Regions from separate parts of the Sus scrofa genome. Here region 1 is linked to region 2. The links are chromatin contacts, called in public HiChIP or PLAC-seq maps. All regions are on one chromosome and are shown on one strand. Each heading gives the region's core, a stretch centred on a gene start, on an enhancer-like site or on the middle of the called end of the contact. The rest is flanking DNA. Distances are from core to core; before and after follow the strand shown.

What was found. HiChIP or PLAC-seq counts read pairs in DNA pulled down with a chosen protein or histone mark.
Region 1: an H3K27ac HiChIP or PLAC-seq map of alveolar macrophages shows a contact between it and region 2. The contact joins the promoter of TMEM201 here to the promoter of SLC2A5 in region 2. A contact is called at or near these places in 1 of 5 promoter capture datasets (liver) and 1 of 2 datasets of contacts at active chromatin or transcription factors (alveolar macrophages).

The regions. Positions count from the first base shown.
Region 1 is chr6:69,969,651-69,975,094 of Sscrofa11.1, forward strand. TMEM201 (transmembrane protein 201) reads left to right here and starts at 3,728. Exons shown (of 10, transcript XM_013998955.2): 1 at 3,728-3,975. The coding sequence starts at 3,863.
Region 2 is chr6:69,534,482-69,540,375 of Sscrofa11.1, forward strand. SLC2A5 (solute carrier family 2, facilitated glucose transporter member 5) reads right to left here and starts at 1,313. Exons shown (of 13, transcript XM_021095282.1): 1 at 762-1,313. The coding sequence starts at 794.

The DNA.
Region 1 (5,444 bases), core at 2,478-4,977, 440 kb after region 2:
GACCGAACCCGCAACCTCATGGTTCCTAGTCAGATTGGTTAACCACTGTGCCATGACAGGAACTCCGCTTGTCATTTTTAAAGGTAACTTAATAAGAGACAAAAAGATAAGGCAGAAGGAGGTAAGGTCGTAGTCTCCCAAAAGCTCTTTGACCGGAATTTGCATGTATTGTACATTACAATTATTTTTCATCGGAATATCTGGAAAGATACTTGATTCTAATAACTGATGTAATGCAGTTTCGGTTTCAGTGGCCAACACTCTGGTAGGGATGAGAGGAGGGTGGCCTGTTTTTTTAATTTTTTAAAATTATACTTGATTTACAGTGTGTCCATTTCTGCTGTACAGCAGAGTGACCCAGTCATACATGTATATACGTTCTATTTCTCACATTTATTTTCCATCCCGTTCTATCCCAAGAGATTAGAAATAGTTTCCTGTGCTACACAGTAGGACCTCACTGCTTATCCATTCTAAATGAAGTAGTTTGCATCTCCTAACCCCAACTCCCAGTCTGTCCCATTTCCTCTTCTCGCCCCCTTGACAACCACAAGTCTGTTCTCTGTGTCTGTGAATCTGTTTCTGTTCTGTAGATAGGTTCATTTGTGCCACTTTTTTTTTGCTTTTTAGGGCCACACCTATGGCATGTGGGAGTTCCCAGGCTAGGGGTTGAATTGGAACTGCAGCTGCGGCCTACACCACAGCCAAGGCAATGGCAGATCTGAGCTGCATCTGTGACCTGCACCACAGCTCATGGCAACGCCAGATCCTTAACTCACTGGGCGAGGCCAGGGCTGAACCCGTGTCCTCATGGATACTAGTCAGGTTCATTACCTCTGAGCCACAATAGGAACTCCTGTACCACATTTTAGATTCCCTATATAAGTGATATCATATGGTATTTGTCTTTCTCTTTCTGATGTCACTTTGTATGAGAATCTAGCAGCATCCATGTTGCTGCAGGTATTTTCAAATTGAAATACAGTTGAAATAAGTTGAGTTTAATTTTGTTCCCCTTTGGTTATAAAGGAGTTGGTTGGTATTTTTGAGCCCTCTCATGTAAATTGCTTCAACCGTCAGCACTAGGTGGAAGTCCAAAGAAATGCCTTTAGTCAAGCTCCATTGATTCTCAAATGCATGAGAGTAAAGAGCTTTCTGTTCCAGACGCTCACTTTAACCATCTAGTAGTGGCACTGAGCAACCGCTTCCTATTTTCATATTCATGGTAAAGCCTGAATTTTTCCTCAATATTTTATCTAATATGAAGGTTAACGGTTAGGTTGTTTAATATCCACGTGTTGGGTATATTATTTGGAGACAGTTTTCTTCATTCTCGAAGTAATAAATTGGATGTTGACCTGGTATGATTTATTCCTCTGCTGCTTCTGTACCAGGGCATTGAAAGAAGCCTTGGGTACCAGAAGTGGGAAGGGAACAAGCAGGGAAAAGCGATGCTCCTTTGTAAAATGGGCTTGTTGGATTTCTTTTTTTTTTTTTTAATGAAAAGTTTTTTTTTCTTTTTTTGGCCATGCCCACGGTATGTGGAAATGACCAGGCCAGGGATTGAGCCTGAGCCACTGCAGTGACAACACTGGATCCTTAACCCACAGAACCACCAGGGAACTCTGGGGCTTTGGGGATTTTAACGTGGGGAATAGCACTATTTGAGCTGTTAATGGTAAAATCCCATGACTGGGTTCTCTTCTCCACAGCTCAGTCACTGGTATTTCACCATTTTCCAGTAGTCACATATATAACACCTTTAAAACCCTCACTGCTTACCTGTTGTGTTTATTTTCTCATATAAATTAATTCTGACAACCTCGTGGGGCACGTATGATCATCATCCACATTTGACAAATAAGAGAGGACCTGAGGTTGCATGACCTGCCCGAGTAAGTAATAAACTGACTAGTTGGGGGTCTGTGCTGTTGCTGAGTGGATGGACGGAAGGTGCCGTGATCTGACTCTGAAGCCAAGGTCCCTCGAAGCATCCCATTCAGTTCACATAAGGATGATGATGCCACAGACGTGACCCGGTCAGGGCGGGCATATGCTAGTAGTTGCTGGGTGCATTCTCTGTCCACAGAGATCACTGAGCCCTTTTGAGTGAGACGTTGTGCAAACAGCCTTCCTTGGAAAGAACGGTGCTTAATACCACGTCTCACTTTTTGAAGGGAAGCTTCACTGCGATTCATTCATGAGCGGTGAAACCAGCCACGCGCCAAAGGAAAGCCTCGGTGCTAACACCCCTCCCAAGAAAGACGCACTTCTGGGCAGACTGCTCACCGCCTAGGCTTGGGGCCCTGCTCCCTTCCCTCCTGCAGGTCCTGGTGAAGGCACAGGACTAGACTGTGGGGCAGATTAGCCAGCAGCATGAAACAAAGGTAACATTTGCTGATAAAAAACCCATCGCTCACTAGGACAGTAAGGACTCTAATGTTGACCTCAAAAAGCATGAAGTGTGGGAACGCTGAGAAGTACATTGTAATTAAATACGAACATTTCCAACTCGCTTTTTTTTTTTTTTTTTTTTTTTAATGAGGTTAGCACAGAGTTCCTTCTTGTGGCTCAGCGGAAACGAATCCGACTGGTATCTAAGAGGATGCTGGTTCACTCCCTGGCCTCACTCAGTGGGTTGAGGATCCGGTGTTGCTGTGAGCTGTGGTGTGGGTCACAGACATGGCTCTGATCTGGTGTGGCCATGGCCATGGTGTAGGCTGGCAGCTGCAGCTCGGATTCGACCCCTTGCCTGAGAACCCCCATATGCTGCAAGTGTGGCCCTCAAAAGACAAAAGTAATTTAGTGCAAACCAATAATACTAAAACTCTTGGATAATCTTCCTGCTCTTCTGAGGTAACTGTTTGCTGTTCAGTATTATCTATTCCTACAAACATAAATTATAGGAGTTTATTCAAACTTAGATATAAATATTAATGTGCAAATCACTTTGTTATGAAACTATTTCACCCCTCTAGGCCAGTCCCTGTAGCCCTGACATTCTAATAGTTGGATTTATGTTCTGAAGCATGGCTGTCCTGTGGTATATTCAACCTCCTCCTTATTGGTGGGGATTGGTGGTGTGCAGGGAGGGTTCGTGTTTCTACGAACTGATTGATTGATTGATTGATTGATTTTTGGTGCGGCATATGGACGTTCCCAGGCTAGGGGTCCAATCGGAGCTGCAGCTGCCAGCCTACACCACAGCCACAGCAACGCTGGATCCGAGCCGTGTCTGCGACCTACACCACAGCACAAAGCAATCCTGGGTCCTTAACCCACTAAGCGAGGCTAAGGATCGAACCCGCATCCTCATGGATCCTAGCTGGGTTGGTTAACGGCTGAGCCACAAAGGGAACTCCTACAAACTTATTTGGAGTGGCTTCAGGGGAAGTGGCTTAAGAAGCTCCAACCTGCTGCAACTGGTCGGCTTGTCTAGGTGTTGGGAAGCCTGGACTAGCGGTGGAGGGAGAAGAGGGGAAGACTAGTTACGATCTGGCAAGTAACTGGAGATGCTGAAGTTAGCCGACTTTGGGCAAGGCGCCGGGCGAGTGCGGAGGAAGCGGTGGAGGGCGGACGGGGCTCCACGCAGCCTCCCACCTCCTGCCGCCGGGGGGCGCACTCCGAGCGGCACAGCCACTTCCGCCGGCGCCCCGCCCACCAGGCTCGCCCGGCGCTTCGATTGGCTTGCGCAGCGGGAGCGCGCCGAGTCAGGGGGCGGGCCCGCGCCGGCTACAAAGCGGCGAAGGTCACGGCGCGGGGAGGCGCGCGCCGCCGCTCCGCGTCCCGCCTGCGTCCCTCGGCTCTGCCGCCACCGCCTCCCGACGCTGCCCGCCGCCGCCCACCGCCTGCGCGAGGAGCCATGGAGGGAGTGAGCGCGCTGCTGGCCCGCTGCCCCACGGCCGGCCTGGCCGGCGGCCTGGGGGTCACGGCGTGCGCCGCCGCCGGCGTGCTGCTCTACCGGATCGCGCGGAGGTGAGTGCGCGCGGCCCACGCGGCCTCGGCCCGCGCCCGCGGCCCTCCCGCCCCGGCGCTCCGGAGCCTCCCTCTCCGTGCGCGCCGGGGCCGCGGTGTGGCGTGGGGCCCGTGTGTGCCGCGCTGAGCCCCGTCGTGCACGCCCCCGCCTCAGAAAAGAAGAGCGGGCTGCGAATCCTCGGTCGGGAAGCGGCTGAGGATCGGGTTGAGGGTCCCCAGGAATGTGGGGCGGGCGGCAACAGCCAGCGCGTGGGCTATGAACTTCCTTCCCCCGCGGAGACCTGTGATGGCCGAGCCGCAGGGTCTTCAGGGCCCCCAGACCCTGAGGGAGAGCCGAGCGGGGCTCGGGCCGCTCTCTTTTCCGACTCAGCCCCCATCCCTGGTCCTCAGGAGCACGTTGGAGTAGCGTGATCCCAGCCAGCAGTTTCTGGTCTGTATACGCTGTCTCAGGCGTCCTTCTAATCTCACATTAGCTCATTTCAGAGGCACAACCCCTGCCTTCCCTAGAGAAGCGGAGGGACAAAAGAGCTACATAAATTGTTATTAATCAGAGGAGTAAGGGTGTGAGCTGAAGCATCCTTGCCATGGAGCCTGCATCCCTAACCCCTTGGCCCTACTGCCTCCAAGAGCAGAAAACCTGACATACTTCAGAGGTGTTTAAAACTGGGCCGGGTTGCTGCTGGGGTTCAGTGGGTGTCCCCTGCCCTGGCCCAGGCTTAAAGATACGCTGATCGCCCCCTCCCCCCATACGAAGAGCTGGCTTCTTGCTCCAGCAAGGCCTCAGGGGCAGCCCCACTGTGTCCTCATTTGATCCACCTTCCCAGGGAACAAGGAAAAAGAGGGGGTTGTGAGAACATTCTGGGGACAGAATGAGTGGGTTTGTAGAATCAGCAAGGGAGGTGGGAAGCTCAGCTCTTTCGGTGGGAGAGAGGAAGGAACTTGCCCACGGCCACCCAGCAGCGAGTCAGGGAGCTGGGAGCTGGCATTGGAACCCAGAGGGTTGGTCTGTTCTTCCTTAGGCAGCACCGTACGCTGCTTCTCACCCAGGGGAAGAGAAGTGAGGGCGACTGAGTCACAGGCTTCCTGGAGGAGGAAGGGGTGGGAGGGATGTCAGCTATCTGCAGGATGAGCCAGACTGGCAGGCTGAGGAGGGGGTGGCCTCAGGGGGTCCCTGACAAGCCACATCTCTACGTGTCCCAGCTTCTGCCCAATTCTTGGAAGCTGGAGGGGTGGCAGAACCAGCTGGTTCAAACCAGTCGCTTGATACACGAGGGAACTGAGGCGCAGCAGTGCCCGCTGCTTGCTTAGATTCCCAGAGCATGTTGACAGCAGAACTGCGTCCAGTGTCTGGTTTCTCCCTCACACTGCAGCCTTCCAGTTAACCCAGGGTCGGGAGAGGTCCGTCCAGGGCTGGGAGCCTGGGCTGGCATTGTTGCCAAGCCTGGCAGCCCTACTTGGGTTGGCGTGGC
Region 2 (5,894 bases), core at 63-2,562:
CTCAGTCAAGAGACTCTAAAAGTACAAGGCAATTCTATGGAAGGCAGGGGTGAGAGGGGAGAGGGCCAGAAAAATCTTTTGTCTCTAAAACAGAGAAGTCGCATTATCTAAAAAGGTAGGGAATCTCTGCTACAGATTTGAGGTAAATTCAAATCCTGCAACATCTTTTCCGAGCCTTTCTTCTTTGCATGCTGGCTCTTTACATGCTGAAAACGTTCATGAAAAGGCTCGGAAGCCAAAATAAAAACAAAGCAAACACATCTCACTAGCCATGTGTAAGGATTTTGCTGCAGTGCCAGAAGCCCTTCACCTCAAATGCTTATGGTTAAGGACATTGTGACAAATTCTCCTTTGAGTCTCATCAACTCGGCGGCAGGTACTTTTTTTCCTTTTGGCTGCACCCACAGCATGCAGAAATTCCCCGGACCAAGGATCGAACCGGCACCCCAGCAGCGATCCGCGCTCCTGCGGTGATAACACCGGATCATTCACCCCCTGCCTGGGCCACAAGAGAACACCCCGGTTCCAGGTAGTTTTAAAAGCTGTTTCAGGAGAATGATTTGCAAAGAAGCTCTAAATCCGAACGTCTCTAAATGTCTCTCAAGTCCCTGTAGAAGTCCAGCTGCGGGGTGAACTCCGAGGGGCAGGTCCCCGCAATGGTCCGCCACGGCACAGAGCTCCCAAAAGCATCCCCTAGCAGCGATCAACTGGTCCTGCGGGTGGGCTGCTTCCCCCCCTGCCTCCCTGGACAGCACACTTACCCCTTCCCTCTTGACCGGCTCCTGGGGCTCCATCTTGGGTCTGGACGTGCAGAGTTCTGCTTATTTCCCTTCAGCCAAAATAACAAATGCACTGGATGGCGAGAAAAGACATTCTGGCTGTACTTTGGCCGGGCCAGGTAACAGCCAATAGCATTTTTATAGGCAGTCTCAGCCAGAATAACCCTTTCGGGAACCTAGAGGTGGGTCTTGTTTTCGCTTCTTCTTTCAAACGAGATGTCTGGGGTCTGGCTCAGCAAGCGGGCACCCCCCAGGGACCGCAGACCAGACCGCAGGCACCGTGCCTTCCTGAGTTGGGACAGTCTGCGGTATTTCCTTACTGCCTGCAAAAGCCTCCACTGGTCGGGCTCGTGGTGAGTGACTGGAAGGGTTATTTCTGTCACAAACACATGGAAAGCAACAGGTGCCACCGACCCCACAACACACCAGGTAACACGGGGGCAAGGCATAGGGTCATCAGAGGCTTCTCCGAGTGGCCCCTGCCAGGAAGCCTGCAGCCACGCCTCTCCAGCAGAGAGTCGAATTTTGCCAGATTTGACCCTAGGCACCACTTTCTCAGAAAGCTGATTTTCCTTTTTAAGGAACTCAGGGTTGGCTTAGAGATGCGATTTTCTGTGCAATCATCACTCTTGCAAAAGCAGTAAATATTTCATTTCCTTTTATCTGCAGGGCAGGGAAAGTGAGTCACCGCTGTTTGACTGGGCCCTCCACGCATGGCCGGGCCACCGTCGGCCCCCTGCACTCAGCACGTGTTCAGCTGCCCTGGGGCACACAGGCTCAAGTGGCCAAAATCCAGAGCAAAGTCCCACAAGACCCATTGGGTTTCATCTTTCCTGGGCCCATTCCCTGCTTTATTTGCTGTGGTCCAAACCAGTTCCTGGAGTCACCTCTTTCCCTAAGCCACCTTCAAAGACAGTTAAGGGGGCCCCACTCTGTGTTGGGGGCTGGTCCTGGCATCCATGGAATTGTGACCAGGCGCCTCCGTGCGGCAGGCTTGGAGGAGGGGGGACAGTGTAATTAGCCTGTGTGCGCTGCCGGTGGTCTGTGCTTTCTGATTCAGAGAGGGATGGGGACCGTGGGGGTGGGGTGGCACCATTTCCTTCCCTGTCCTTTCCCTTCTGTGTCACAGCCCTGACACAAGGATTTCCAACTAAGGGTTGGCCAAACCCGAGGTTTCCAGTTATTTCGAAGAGTTTTGAAAAATTCTCCAAAGAAAATGCGCTTTAGTTGGGGGCAGGGGTACAGGATGCTGGGGACAGAGGAAAAGGGTTCAGGCGGCACCACCAACGACAAAAAAAAAAAAAAAAAAAATGTCAAAAGGCTGCCAAGTCAGAGAAGGGGACGGGGACACCCTGGCCCCCAGCCTCACCCGCCCCTCCAGGAGTGGGGGTGGGGGCCCAGGGCCGGAGGGGGCTGTCCTGTCCCCAGTACCTGGCTCAGGCAGGTCCCAGGGCCTCCAGGACGCAGCCTTGGGAGTCACCAACGCCTCAATGGCCCCGGAGCGCAGCGCGGGGGTTGGGGGTTGAGAACGCGGGGAGGCTGCCACCCGCGCGGGGCCGCGGAGCCTGGGCGCCCGGCTGCTGGATGCTCGGCCGCCGCGGGGCCGCCCAGGCGTCCGTGCCAGGTCCCCCTCCCCTCTGCCCTGCACCTCCTCAGCCCAGGACCGTCGAGCCCTGCGGCGGGCGGAGCGGCACCGGTCCCTGCCTCGGCGGCCTGGCTGGGCAGCTAGGGCTCCGGTGGGCCTGGAACAGTCGGGAATGGGCCCAGAGGCTCGGGGACTAACCCCTACCCAGGTCCTCTGCGTCCCCTGCCAGGTCCTTCGCAGCCCGGGGCCCGGGGCCCCGGGCACAGCAGCCTCTGGGTCTCAAGCTGCCATCAGTCCCGATGGGGTTGGGGGGAGGGAGTCCTTTGAGCGCCCATAGATCTCTGGACTCAGAATGGAGAATGGCCGCTGGTGGGAGGCAGGGACTGTCCCTGCTGGGGGTCCTTCAGGAACCTAGCCTGGGCTTGCCCACTGCAGGGGTCTTTTCCTGATCTTTCCATGTGTATATATCACCCATGGGAGCTGAAAACCCGGGGCAGGGGTGGGGTCTCATTGCAGGGGTGGAGTCTCATTGCAGGGGTGGGGTCTCATTGCAGGGGTGGAGTCTCATTGCAGGGGTGGGGTCTCATTGCTGTCCCGGGGCCCTCGCCCTCCTTCCCGCCCTGCCCGCGTCTTTGTCTCCTCTGGACTGAGGGAACCTGCCATTTGAAACCTGTTTTCACCATGGGGTTTAAAGGGACAATAATAAACAACACTGATTAACCCAAGGACATTTTGGCTAATTACACTCAGCAGGCCAAGGCGTGTCCCAGGACCGCGTACCACTGTTTCCAAGAAACTGACCTGTGTTTGAAACTACCTCTGATGCAAGCCAAAGAATCACTTTTAAAGGGAAAGGACAGCGGCCAGACCCAGGTTCTCCCAGCACTCCCCTGATTCCATTTCCCCTCCTCGCATACAGTTTGATTCGTGACAGGGAAATTATATTAGAATTTTGTCATTGAGGGAGAAGAGGCCCTGAAGCCAGTTTGCCTCATTTGCGGAGGGCTGTGCATTAGGCCCCTCTAACCTCTCCAATGGGAAAAGCTCTTGCTAAGAACCCGTGCTTGCCCAGGATTCTGACAGGAGGATTTGGGTCCCAGAACTCGACTCCCAAACTGTTAATGTTGGCATAAAATGTAAGTGCATTAGCCCACAATTTTTTTAATTAAAAAATTTTATTAAAGTATAGTTGAGTTACAACATCGCACCAATCTCTGCTGTACAACACACTAACTCAGTCCTACATGTGTGTGTCCCCTTTCTATGTTATCTTCTATCAGGTTCTATCCCAAGAGACTGGATAGAGTTCCCTGTGCTACACAGCACGACCTCATTGCTTATCCATGCTAAATGTCATTGCCTGCATCTATTAACCCCAAACTCCCAGTGTATCCAGCTCCCTCCCGCTTCTTCCTTGGCAACCACAAGTCTGTTCTCCATGTCTGTGAGTCTGAAGTTTCTGTTCTGTAGATAGGTTCATTTGTGTCATATTGTAGATTCCACATATAAGTGATATCATAGGGTATTTGTCTTTCTCTTTCTGACTTATTTCACTCAGTATGAGAAACTCTGGTTGCATCCATGTTGCTGCAAATGGCATTATTTTGTTTTTTTATGGCTGAATAGTATTCCATTTGTTAGCACACAATTTTTGAAGATTTATCAGAATCTGAAAACAGTGGGTTTTTTTTCCTAGGGTGTGAGATTATGAATGATTTTAATCCTAGCATATATTTACCCTTCCATTTACTGAGTCTACTACTGTACTAGAGGGGGAATACAACAGGGTGCAAAAATAAAAGTTGTCTGGTCCTCATGCGGCTTAGGCTCTAGTTGAGAAAGCAGACTTTAGTCAGATAAATGCATTGAAGGATATATAACTATTAAAGGGATTCTAAAGAAGGGGGGCTGGGGACTGGTCAGGGAAGTTTTCCTTAAAAAAAAGTGAACTTGAGCTGAGATGGGAAGGATGACTAGAGCTTACCTTAAAAGGGGGGGTGGGTAGGTGGGCGGGTAGTGGAGAAAGTCTTCCACAGGGAACAGTATGTGCCAGGGCCCTGTGGTAGAAGAAAAAGTGCCAGTCGGGGCAGCTGAAGAACACAAAGCAGAGAGGAACAGCGGATGGAGAAGCTGGGGTGGGTGGGCAGGACCAGGCTATGTTTAGTGCTTGTGGACCATGTCAAAGAGCTTGACTTTGGTTCTAGGTGCAGAGAGAGGCATTAAGGGTCTTGGAGAATGACCAGATTTGTGTTTTTATTTTTATTTTTTTTTAATTTTTTTTTATTATTATTTTTTGTTGTTGTTGTTGTTGTTGTTGCTATTTCTTGGGCCGCTCCCGCAGCATATGGAGGTTCCCAGGCTAGGGGTTGAATCGGAGCTGTAGCCACCGGCCAATGCCAGAGCCACAGCAACATGGGATCCGAGCCGCCGCGTCTGCAACCTACACCACAGCTCACGGCAACGCCGGATCGTTAACCCACTGAGCAAGGGCAGGGACCAAACCCGCAACCTCATGGTTCCTAGTCGGATTCGTTAACCACTGCGCCACGACAGGAACTCCAGATTTGTGTTTTTAAAAGTTCACTGTGGCTGCCTAGAGGGGATCAGATGAGGGACAAGAGACCAGTGGATTTGGGGGAGAGCAGAGTTCTTGGTCGCAAATCAGGTGAGGAATGATGATGACCTGGACTAGTGCCGTGGAAGAGACTAGAGAAATCCAGGGGTGTGAGAGATACTTAGGTTGCAAAATTGACACAACTTGGTGATTGACACCAAGGAGCATTCATAGTTTGTTTTTGTTTTTTGTTTTTCTATTAGTGGTGTAATAAAACAAAACAAAAATGGTCTCTCTGAAAGAGACGTTTTTCAGAATTAAAAGGAAAAGTTGATATAGGAAAAATTAACCAGGATGTAAGATGTTGAATTAGCATCACAAAGCAGGCTGGCAAGTCCCTGGGCTGATCTGAGACCAAAGATACCAAGACTTCAGGTCACTGCTGGTTTCGTCGCTACTAGGAATGTTCTGGAAGGTTAAAGCTTTGTGGTGGGCCTCTATCTACAGACCGTAGTGGCTCCACTGACCCCTTTCCCATTTGACCAGTCCCTCTTCAACGGTAATAGAGTTGGGGGCGGGACTTGCGGCTGCACAAAGGAAAGACTCCCTTTCCCATCAGCCTTGCAGTTGGCATGGGCTTACAACAAATTCCTTCTAACAGAATGTACTTGAAGGGGTCCTGGGCTGGCTTCTCAGAACCCTGCTGTCTCCTTTGTCCCTTTTGATGTCCCGCTGCCTGGAATACAGGTGCCGTCAGCTTGGACCATGACATTGAGGCTACACAGGACAGTGCACAGAGATAGAAGGAGCTTGGCACCCTTACCCGGTGGAGTGCCGTCCAGCCCAGACCATTGCCTGGACTGTCCATGAAAAAAAAACTCTCCTCTTTTTCGTGTTCTGTCACTTACAGCTGAACCTAATCCCTCACTGATATAACCCTCAGACATTTGTCTGAAGTTCTGCTAGGACAGAAAAC